Regions from separate parts of the Mus musculus genome. Here region 1 is linked to region 2. The links are chromatin contacts, called in public promoter capture Hi-C maps. All regions are on one chromosome and are shown on one strand. Each heading gives the region's core, a stretch centred on a gene start, on an enhancer-like site or on the middle of the called end of the contact. The rest is flanking DNA. Distances are from core to core; before and after follow the strand shown.

Region 1 (4,148 bases), core at 1,084-3,583, 150 kb before region 2:
GTGGAATCCTAAGTGATGCTAGTGAGGCCTTCACAGGAAAGGATTAACCCCAGGTTAGCAAGACTTTTGGATAGCCATGATCTCATTTCTGAATATCTTTTTCAGGGATGTTGGTGATGGAGCGCTGTGGAGTGGGTTAGCTGCTTAGTGTCCTTTACTCTGGGAGGCTAAGTACAAAAGGGCTAGCAGAAAAGCTGTGAAGCAGCTCAAGGGAGTTCTTCCTGGTTGAGGGCTCTGCATGCTTGGTTTCTAGGTATGGTCTGCCTCAAAAAAAAAAAAAAAAGTTACCTTGTTAGAGTGAATTATCTCTCACTGATTAAGTGTGTTCCTATGAGTGAGTCTTCACTCCTTTGGCAGGTTAGTGAAAGCCAGATAGATCTTTGTCCTAACTTTCTGGAAAGTAAAGGGCTAGAAGTTTTGCCCTTGTAAAAGCTATTTTGTTTCTGAAGTGGGTGGGCCTTTGGCACTTAGTGGTCAAAAGCAGAAAGTACAGTGAGGTCTTTGAAGGAAGGAGAATGTATCAACTTACTGTTGTGGAACTTGGAAGTGGGAGTTGATTATTGCTTCCCATTGTTTGTTGGGTGAAAGTTACACTCCACAGATTGATACTTAAGGACTTCCACTGTCTTTGATCAGTTCTACCAGGCTTCTTAATCTTTTGGCTTTATTCTAGCTCCTTTGTGTGTCAGCCAAGAGTACCTTTGATAGAACACTAGAATGTGATATGAAAGACCAGATGCTGTAGTGAAATGCCTTTTGACTCTGAGTCTAGTCCTGTGATTCAGTCTCAGCTTCTCCATTTACTAGTGACTTGCTCCTCTGAGTCATTTTCATTCCTAATCCATTTATAACCCTTTGTAATAATAGTAAGAGAGGATGATGAGTGTTAAATTAGAAACTTTAGTTTAACAAGAAACTTTATTTTAAAATTTCTTGATGAAGATTAGTAAACCATAGAGGCTGTGTCATTAGGCTATTCCTAATCCTTACTCCAAGCTCTTATATAAATTTTCTTCTTTACTACTGTATCCTCTGCTTTCACTCAGATGCTTAAACTCAGCTTATATGAGTAGAGAAGCTCTAGTTTATATAATAGACAATGCTACTGAGACCTCAGTGACCAAGAATAATAGACATTTTTGTGCTCATTTATAATACAAATAGTGTGGAAGAGGAGACCCAGTCCTATGAATACCTGCTGGTTTTAAATCATGGTTTCCTAAGTTGTCCCTGGGTGTCAGTGGTCAACAGCATGAGGGAAGAGACTGATAATGAATGAATGAATGAATATATATCGAGGAGGCTTTTTTGTACCAGACTTAGGATGGGAGCTGGTGAGTTAATTCAAAGAAGAAAAGATTAAAAAGGAGCATGTACTGGGTAGGAAGTGAGTTTGGTTGTTTATACAGAGTTGTGAAAGGACTCCAGGAAGAGTCAGGCAGGACCTGTATGGTGCCAAGACAGAATGAAGGGGTCCTTCTGTCTGGATAGCTAGAGATTGAGAAGGGTGGAGAGCCTTAGACTAGCTCCTGGTGAAGGCAAGTGGTTGCCAAGGTCAGGAGAGACAGGAGAACTAGGGTGTTCCCATACCTTCTGAAGTAACTTTCCTAATAGCTCTGGAGACAGACGTTGTAGCTCTTTAAAGACCACACAACAGGCAATGGAGAGAAATAAGTTAAGTCTGTAGTGCTGAGAACTAGGAAAATCTTACCTGGATGATTAGACAACTGAGGCCACAGATGAAATGGCTGGCAGAGAACCCCTGGGCATGGGGTAGAGGAAGATCTTTGTAGATGACTCCCCTTAGGCTGCTACAGTTGGGGTGGGAGAGTAAGAAAATAGAAGCATTTCTAGGAGGAAGCAGCAGTTTGAGCAAGTGTGGTCCAAGATTGAAAAGAGCTAGGTAGGAGGGAGAGCCTAGATCATCCAAGAACTTACAGGCTTGTCAAGGAGTTGAGACTTACTCCAAGGGCAGCAGGAAGCCATTATACACTTTGAGTGATGGGTAAAATTATCTCAATTTATATTTTGAAAAGACCATCCCATCCAGCCGTTGTATGAAGATTGGGTGGAGAGGAAGCCAGCATATGATTTCAATGTAGTAGATAAGGTAAGAAGAAGAATTCAAAAAGGTTAGTCTAGAGCTCAAATCAGTGGTCATGGGTGGAAAATAAAATTTGATCCTATGTTTCCTGTTAGCTCAATCTGTTCTAAGCCAAGCTTCCTGTGGGTAGCCTTATCCATGGCCTCTACTTCCTCACCTCCTGTGGTTCAGCCCTCTATGCTCTAGCTCTGTAACTCCCTGAAATGTCTCAGGCACCACCCAGGGTCCTTTGTGGTTTGCTAGTCCAGGTCATTCACTCTTGCCTAGCTTCATACTGTAATCAGTTCCAGCCTAGACCTGCTTTCCCCTTTAATGCTTCTATTTTTTTGGCCTTCAGGCCTGTGACCTCTTCCAGGTCCTAAGTTTTCAGACCAGTCCTGAAATGAAGGCATTCTTGAGATTTCTAAACCTGAATTTCCTGGATTTAGCTGTGTTCCTTTTTTTTTTTTTTTTTTTAAATGAACCTTCTCTTTCTTCATCAAGCCCTCCCAGCTTTATCTCAGGTGCCCCCACTGAAGCGTTCCCTGACCCCTCTGGCCATGTAAGGTACCACTCCCTGTTTTCAATTCTCATGGATAATAAACTGGATACTCACAGTAGCACTTAGCACAGTGTTTACTTAGTTGTCTGCACAGTTAATAGTACATGAAAGATAGGATTTACAACAAAATGTTTCCTGATCTAGGCCAAAGATTGCTTTCTACATTTTAGGTGAAAGCCACACTTCATTATGACGATGTCTGTTCCTAATTGCATGGCCTTTTATAGACCATTTCTCACCAACTCTGAAGGCTGGAGTTTGGATATAATATCTTCTGTCAACAGAAGAAATTAGTTTAATTTGGAATAATCAGAAATTGTCCTCATATTCTGAAAGGAACAAAAAGACTTAAAAATCTTAATCATTTCAAAAGAACTTATAAAGACTGTACTTCTTACTGGCATCTCTGCTGCCTTACTCATGCTCCAGAATCTTTATGTGCGCCTTGTACTTTGTGATTTCACAGTTCTGGGTTTGACCTTACAATTGCCTCCATGGTGATGGGCACTAATGTTCTGTGCTGAATTGTGTTACCCATGGAAAGCCACAAACAGGCTGGATGAAAGATGAGTTTCTTCCTTTTCTGTCCTTGTCTCCTGCCAACTAGCTCATTGTGGTGAGGGAAAGAGAGGAGATGAACAGAGATGGTGCTGTGTCAGTTAGTGCACAATCCAACATTTTGCAAGGTCAGTAAGGTTTGATTGGCTAATGTCAATAAACTCTCATGTCTCTCTACTCTTCTGAATTTCCCCTTTTTGTCTTTTACTTCTAAAGCCAATCTGTCTTTTTTCACAGGTAGAACAAATAAAATACAAATAAATATTGAATCACTTTCTCTCTAGTAAATATATAAACACATACACATACATATATACTTATATTTAATGTTTTATTTTCTAAACAGAAAATAAAGCAGTCCTTAGCATCATTACTCAAAATAATGCAGCAACTTATACTTTGGCTTGATTTTTTTTTTTTTTTTAAATTTACAGGGTTGCTAGAATACCTCTCAAATGGAGTAAGATTCCCTCTGTAAATGATATAGTGGGCAAACTCAGAGCACTCCTCTCTTGAGTGTTTGTTGTGTTTGCTGATGAGAACTGGCACATATGCTCCATTTATTACCACTTGTATTTCTTTCTTTCATCTAAAGTAGACATTAGGATTATAGACACTTGGGAAGTGACCGTAGAGTTTTCAGTATGCCCACTGGTAGTATGCTGAGAGCTCCCTTTTTGTAAGACCTCTGTTAGCTCAAGAATATTTTTCCTTAAAGGAAACCAGTCTCTTAACTCAGGAACTTTGATTTACCTACTTGGCATAGCAAACCTATCAACCATCTGCAGCCATCTAGATAGTAAAGTTGTATCTTTTACCCTCCAGTCTCTTCACACTCTAAATCCCTAGTCTCTTCAGGATGCAACCTTCCTTCTTATCTGTACACTGTAATCCTAAAAATCCTACAAGATTGTTCCAAAACTTCTGCTCTCTCCCCTCATCAAA
Region 2 (4,008 bases), core at 534-3,033:
TGCAATTCCCAGCAACCACACAGTGGTTCATAGTCATCTGTAATGGAATCCAATATCCTCTTCTGGTATGTCTGAAGACAGTGACAGTGTACTCACATAAAACAAGTAAATCTTTAAACAAACAAACAAACCAAAACAAAAAACAAAAACCCAAAGCCCCCAGACCTTTATACTGCTTTTCTTATTCCCTGTCTCCCACTTACTAGGCAGATGTAGCAAATGCTGCAGCTGTGCTAGAAGAAATGACTACAGGAGAATGAGATGAAGGGATCCTAAGCTATACTGCAGGGGCTGCAGAGAAGGCTCAGTGGTTAAAAAATACTTGCTGCTCATGCAGAGAACCTGGGTTTGGTTTCATCTATTACTCTAGTTCTAGGGATCTGACTTTCTTTCTTTTTTGTGGAGGGGTAGGAGTGGGGATGGGGTGTTCTTTTAAGACAGGGTCCTTGAACTTGCTCTATAGACCAGGCTAGCTTCAAACTCAAGAGATTTGTTTGCCTCTGCTTCCAAGTGCTGGGCTGCCACCAACACATCCAGGCTTTTTAGCCACTGTTTAAACCAATCCTAATTACTGATCTCCAGCATACCATCTCTGGCTCGTCTAAGAGCATTTGATACATTTATAGAAGGCAGTGGAAATTCAAGTGGCAGGAGCAGAAGGGTTGCCTACAGCCTCAGCTGTGGGTAGGCTGAAGCAGAAGGTTCACTAGCTTGGATCACATGATGAATGTGCCCAGCCTTTAGCTACAGTGTGAGAGTTTGTTTTAAATGGAGAGGAAAAGAAGTTCTAAGGTCCCAGAGGTAATTATTACATACTATTATGAAGACCAAAAAGAAAAAAAGAAAAAGATTTACTACTACATTTTTCTGGTAACCATGACAACTCTATTCTCCCCAATTTAACACCACTGCCTATACCCTCTGAGCTTGTAAGTAACACAGATAAAACATAAAAATTTTTAGACCAGATGCAAAGCTCTTGTTAGTATTCTATGAGATTAATCTAGAGTTTGCAGCAGCAGTGGGAAGAAAGGCCTTGGTTTTGCTTAGACAGCAAAGCCTCTTCAAGAGGTTGGCGGGAAAGAATGAAGAGAAGGAAACTGGCACCATCCCAAGGACAACCATACAGAGTATTACTTACGGGCTGTGAGCTCTTTAAGCTGCTGCTGTAGTGTGATGGAGGCATTGTAGGTACGGAACACCTTGGCAGTCAAGCCCTCCATGAGATCCTGAAGATGTTTATTTAGAATACCAGTCTGCATTAAACACGACAACAAAGAGGATATTGGAACTGAGGTAAACACCAAATCACCCTTTCCCTTACAGTGAATACTAGGAGTCCTTGTGCCAGTGCTGCCACCATCCTGCCAGTTACTGTCCTGTCCTTCACAGAGGAAGTTAGCAAAGAGGGAAAATAATTCCAGAATACAGGAAGGATTGCATAGTGCCTTTCTATAAAGTACTTTAATCTTAAGTTCAAGACAACAAATTTTTTCTTTCTTATAAATATCTCTCCCAGTAAAGAAAGCAAGTGAAAGCCTTAGGTCTGTAGCAAAGGCAGCTGGGCGTCTCATGAAAGCATGAAAGGATGAAAGGAAGAGGGAAGATCCATGGAAAGCTCAGCTCCCTCTGCCTTGCAGCTTTGGTAGGAATCCACAGCACCACCCACAGGGTGGGAGGAGGGAGGGTCTGCTGCTGGTTACAGATGACTGAGTGCCCCAAGGGAGGAGGGATATGTAGAATGTCACTGGACAATCTAGACTGAATGGACAGTCCAAATACCCTTTGACAACTCTTGACCCCAGGAGCTTGAGATTGCCTTGGACTTTAGCCTAGTGTCCTGTGTTTACTCACATTAAGTCGATCAAAAAGATCGTCCTCAGGCTGCTTGTTCTCCATAAACAGTTGTAAGTTTTTAAAAACCTAAAACAAGTCCAATTATTATTTTAAAATTTTTTAGAAATAATTTCAAACTCACAATAACTTTCAAAAAAGAGAAAAGGTAGAAAGACAACCTATATATATTATACCCAAATTCTTGTTCTGCATGTGTAAATTTACATAAATACCTAAGTATCAGTTCTCAGCCATTTGTGGTATATATTGTAACTCAAATAGGATGTTTGTTAGCATCAAACATCCTGGCATCTACTTCCTAAGAACAAAAACACTCCCTTATAGCCAACCTATGCTTACCCTAGTTACTCGATTGAACTGGCACCCACTGTTATCGAATGGGCGAAAGTAGTAGGTACCTATGTCTATCTCATGGGTCTACAGAGATGAGCTCAGAGACTGAGAACTGAAAGATTACCATTTTATTCAGTTGGGGCTTGGACTGGGGCTAAGAAAAACCACAAGATAACAAGTGATCAGCAGATGCTGTGATGCTTAAATCACTAAAGCGGCTGTGTTCAATCTTAACATTGAGTTTGCTATAAAGGCTAACTCTCTGCAGACTCTGTTATAAACTGCTTCCAGAGATGGCCACAGGTTCCCAGCAATGTAGCAGAGGTTGCAGGGCAGGCATGAAATGAGGCACACCATATACCAAATATTATCTCTTTTCTTTCTTTGAGATCAATTTTACTAGAGCTCATCAAAATGCAGAACATGCAAAAGCCCTCAAAAAATATTTGCTGAATAAACAAACATGTAAAAAGAGCAAGCTAGAGAAAGAAGCACAGGCCACATGAACTTACTCGTTTCTCAACTGGGACTTTGTTATAGTATCTGATTGAGTCCTTCCCAGGAAAGTCAAATTCCACCACATACTCCTGACCATCCAATTCTGGGTGTAAATTGATGTGTTCCACTCTAAGTGAACAGCAGCCCACAGTGTCTGCCGTCTCTCCTTCTTCCTTCTCATTGCCTGCTCTCAGAGCAAGCTGTGCAAGAAAGGGAACAGAGTTGTTCAGAAAGAGATGAGTGAAGAAACATAGACCACATATAATCTCAATGACACTCTAAACCAGAAGCCCCCAATTTTGTAGATGGAATGAACATCAGTCTACATAACTTAGAAACTCAACTCATAAGAAAGTCACAGGGCTAGAGAGATGGCTCAGCTGTTAAGAGCCCAGCAACCACATGGTAACTTGCAACCATCTGTAATAAGATCTGACATCCTCTTCAGGTCTGAAGACAGCTACAGTGTACTTAAATATAGTAACAAATAAAAGAGTAAGAGAGAGAGAGAGAGAGAGAGAGAGACAGAGAGAGAAAGGGAGAGAAGGAGGAGGAGGAGGAGGAGGAGGGAGGGAGGGAGAGAGGGAGGTAAGAAGGGAAGGAGGGAAGGAAGGTAGGTAGGTAGGTAGGTAGGTAGGTAGGTCAGTCACAGAATACCCAGAGACCCAAGTTTCTCTACTCCATCCTTAGAGTAGAGATAGAAGAAGAAAAAAATTAAAACAAGGCAACAAATGAGACCATATTTTCATGAGAACAGTCAGATTAAAAACTTATCAATTTTGTGTGAATTCAGAATTTGGGCTAAAATTTAAGTGTAAAATGAAGAAAAAAATCTGAGCACTAAAAAAACTATCTTTCAAACTGCAATTATCATAAATCACACTTTTTTAAGAATTGTATAGGTTATAATTGTCATTTTCTAAAAGAATGAAATGAGAAATAACCACCAGAATTCAATGCTACTAGTTAACCAGTGGTTTGTGCAACTTTCGATTTAATTTCACATAAATAAAACTGTTATGTTGGATTTTGACATAAAGTAAGTACTTTTGCAGATTATGGTCAAAAATCTTGAGCATCACAGTTATTAAAAAAACAAACAGCCGGGCAGTGGTGGCACACGCCTTTAATCCCAGCACTTGGGAGGCAGAGGCAGGAAGATTTCTGAGTTTGAGCCCAGCCTCGTCTACAAAGTGAGTTCCAGGACAGCCAGGGCTACACAGAGAAACCTTGTCTCGAAAAACCAAAAACAAGCAAACAAACAAACTAACTAATAATGTTCAGTTTATGCAGATCCTCTTGTTATAGAGACTGCTCAAT

The links. Capture Hi-C pulls out chosen DNA fragments and counts their contacts.
Region 1: a promoter capture Hi-C map of liver shows a contact between it and region 2. The contact joins two enhancer-like sites. A contact is called at or near these places in 16 of 39 promoter capture datasets (the C10 cell line, the HPC-7 cell line, cranial neural crest and 11 more), 6 of 484 Hi-C or Micro-C datasets (CD8 T cells, cranial neural crest, embryonic stem cells and 1 more), 1 of 115 datasets of contacts at active chromatin or transcription factors (microglia) and 3 of 9 other capture datasets (adipose tissue, liver and pancreatic islet).

What each region holds. Positions count from the first base shown.
Region 1 is chr2:160,858,651-160,862,798 of GRCm38.p6, reverse strand. All of the region lies in intron 1 of Zhx3 (zinc fingers and homeoboxes 3), which reads left to right. Among named protein-coding and RNA genes, the nearest start is that of Zhx3, 12 kb to the left of the region's middle. Within about 2 kb of position 2,333, at least 23 of the 459 cell types and tissues checked have an H3K27ac peak or open chromatin away from gene starts, as enhancers often do. A contact at or near this core is called in liver, where this site is marked.
Region 2 is chr2:160,712,961-160,716,968 of GRCm38.p6, reverse strand. It overlaps Top1 (topoisomerase (DNA) I), which reads right to left. Exons shown (of 21, transcript NM_009408.2): 15 at 2,703-2,888; 16 at 1,855-1,923; 17 at 1,142-1,256. Among named protein-coding and RNA genes, the nearest start is that of Gm52567, 16 kb to the left of the region's middle. Within about 2 kb of position 1,783, at least 15 of the 459 cell types and tissues checked have an H3K27ac peak or open chromatin away from gene starts, as enhancers often do. A contact at or near this core is called in liver, where this site is marked.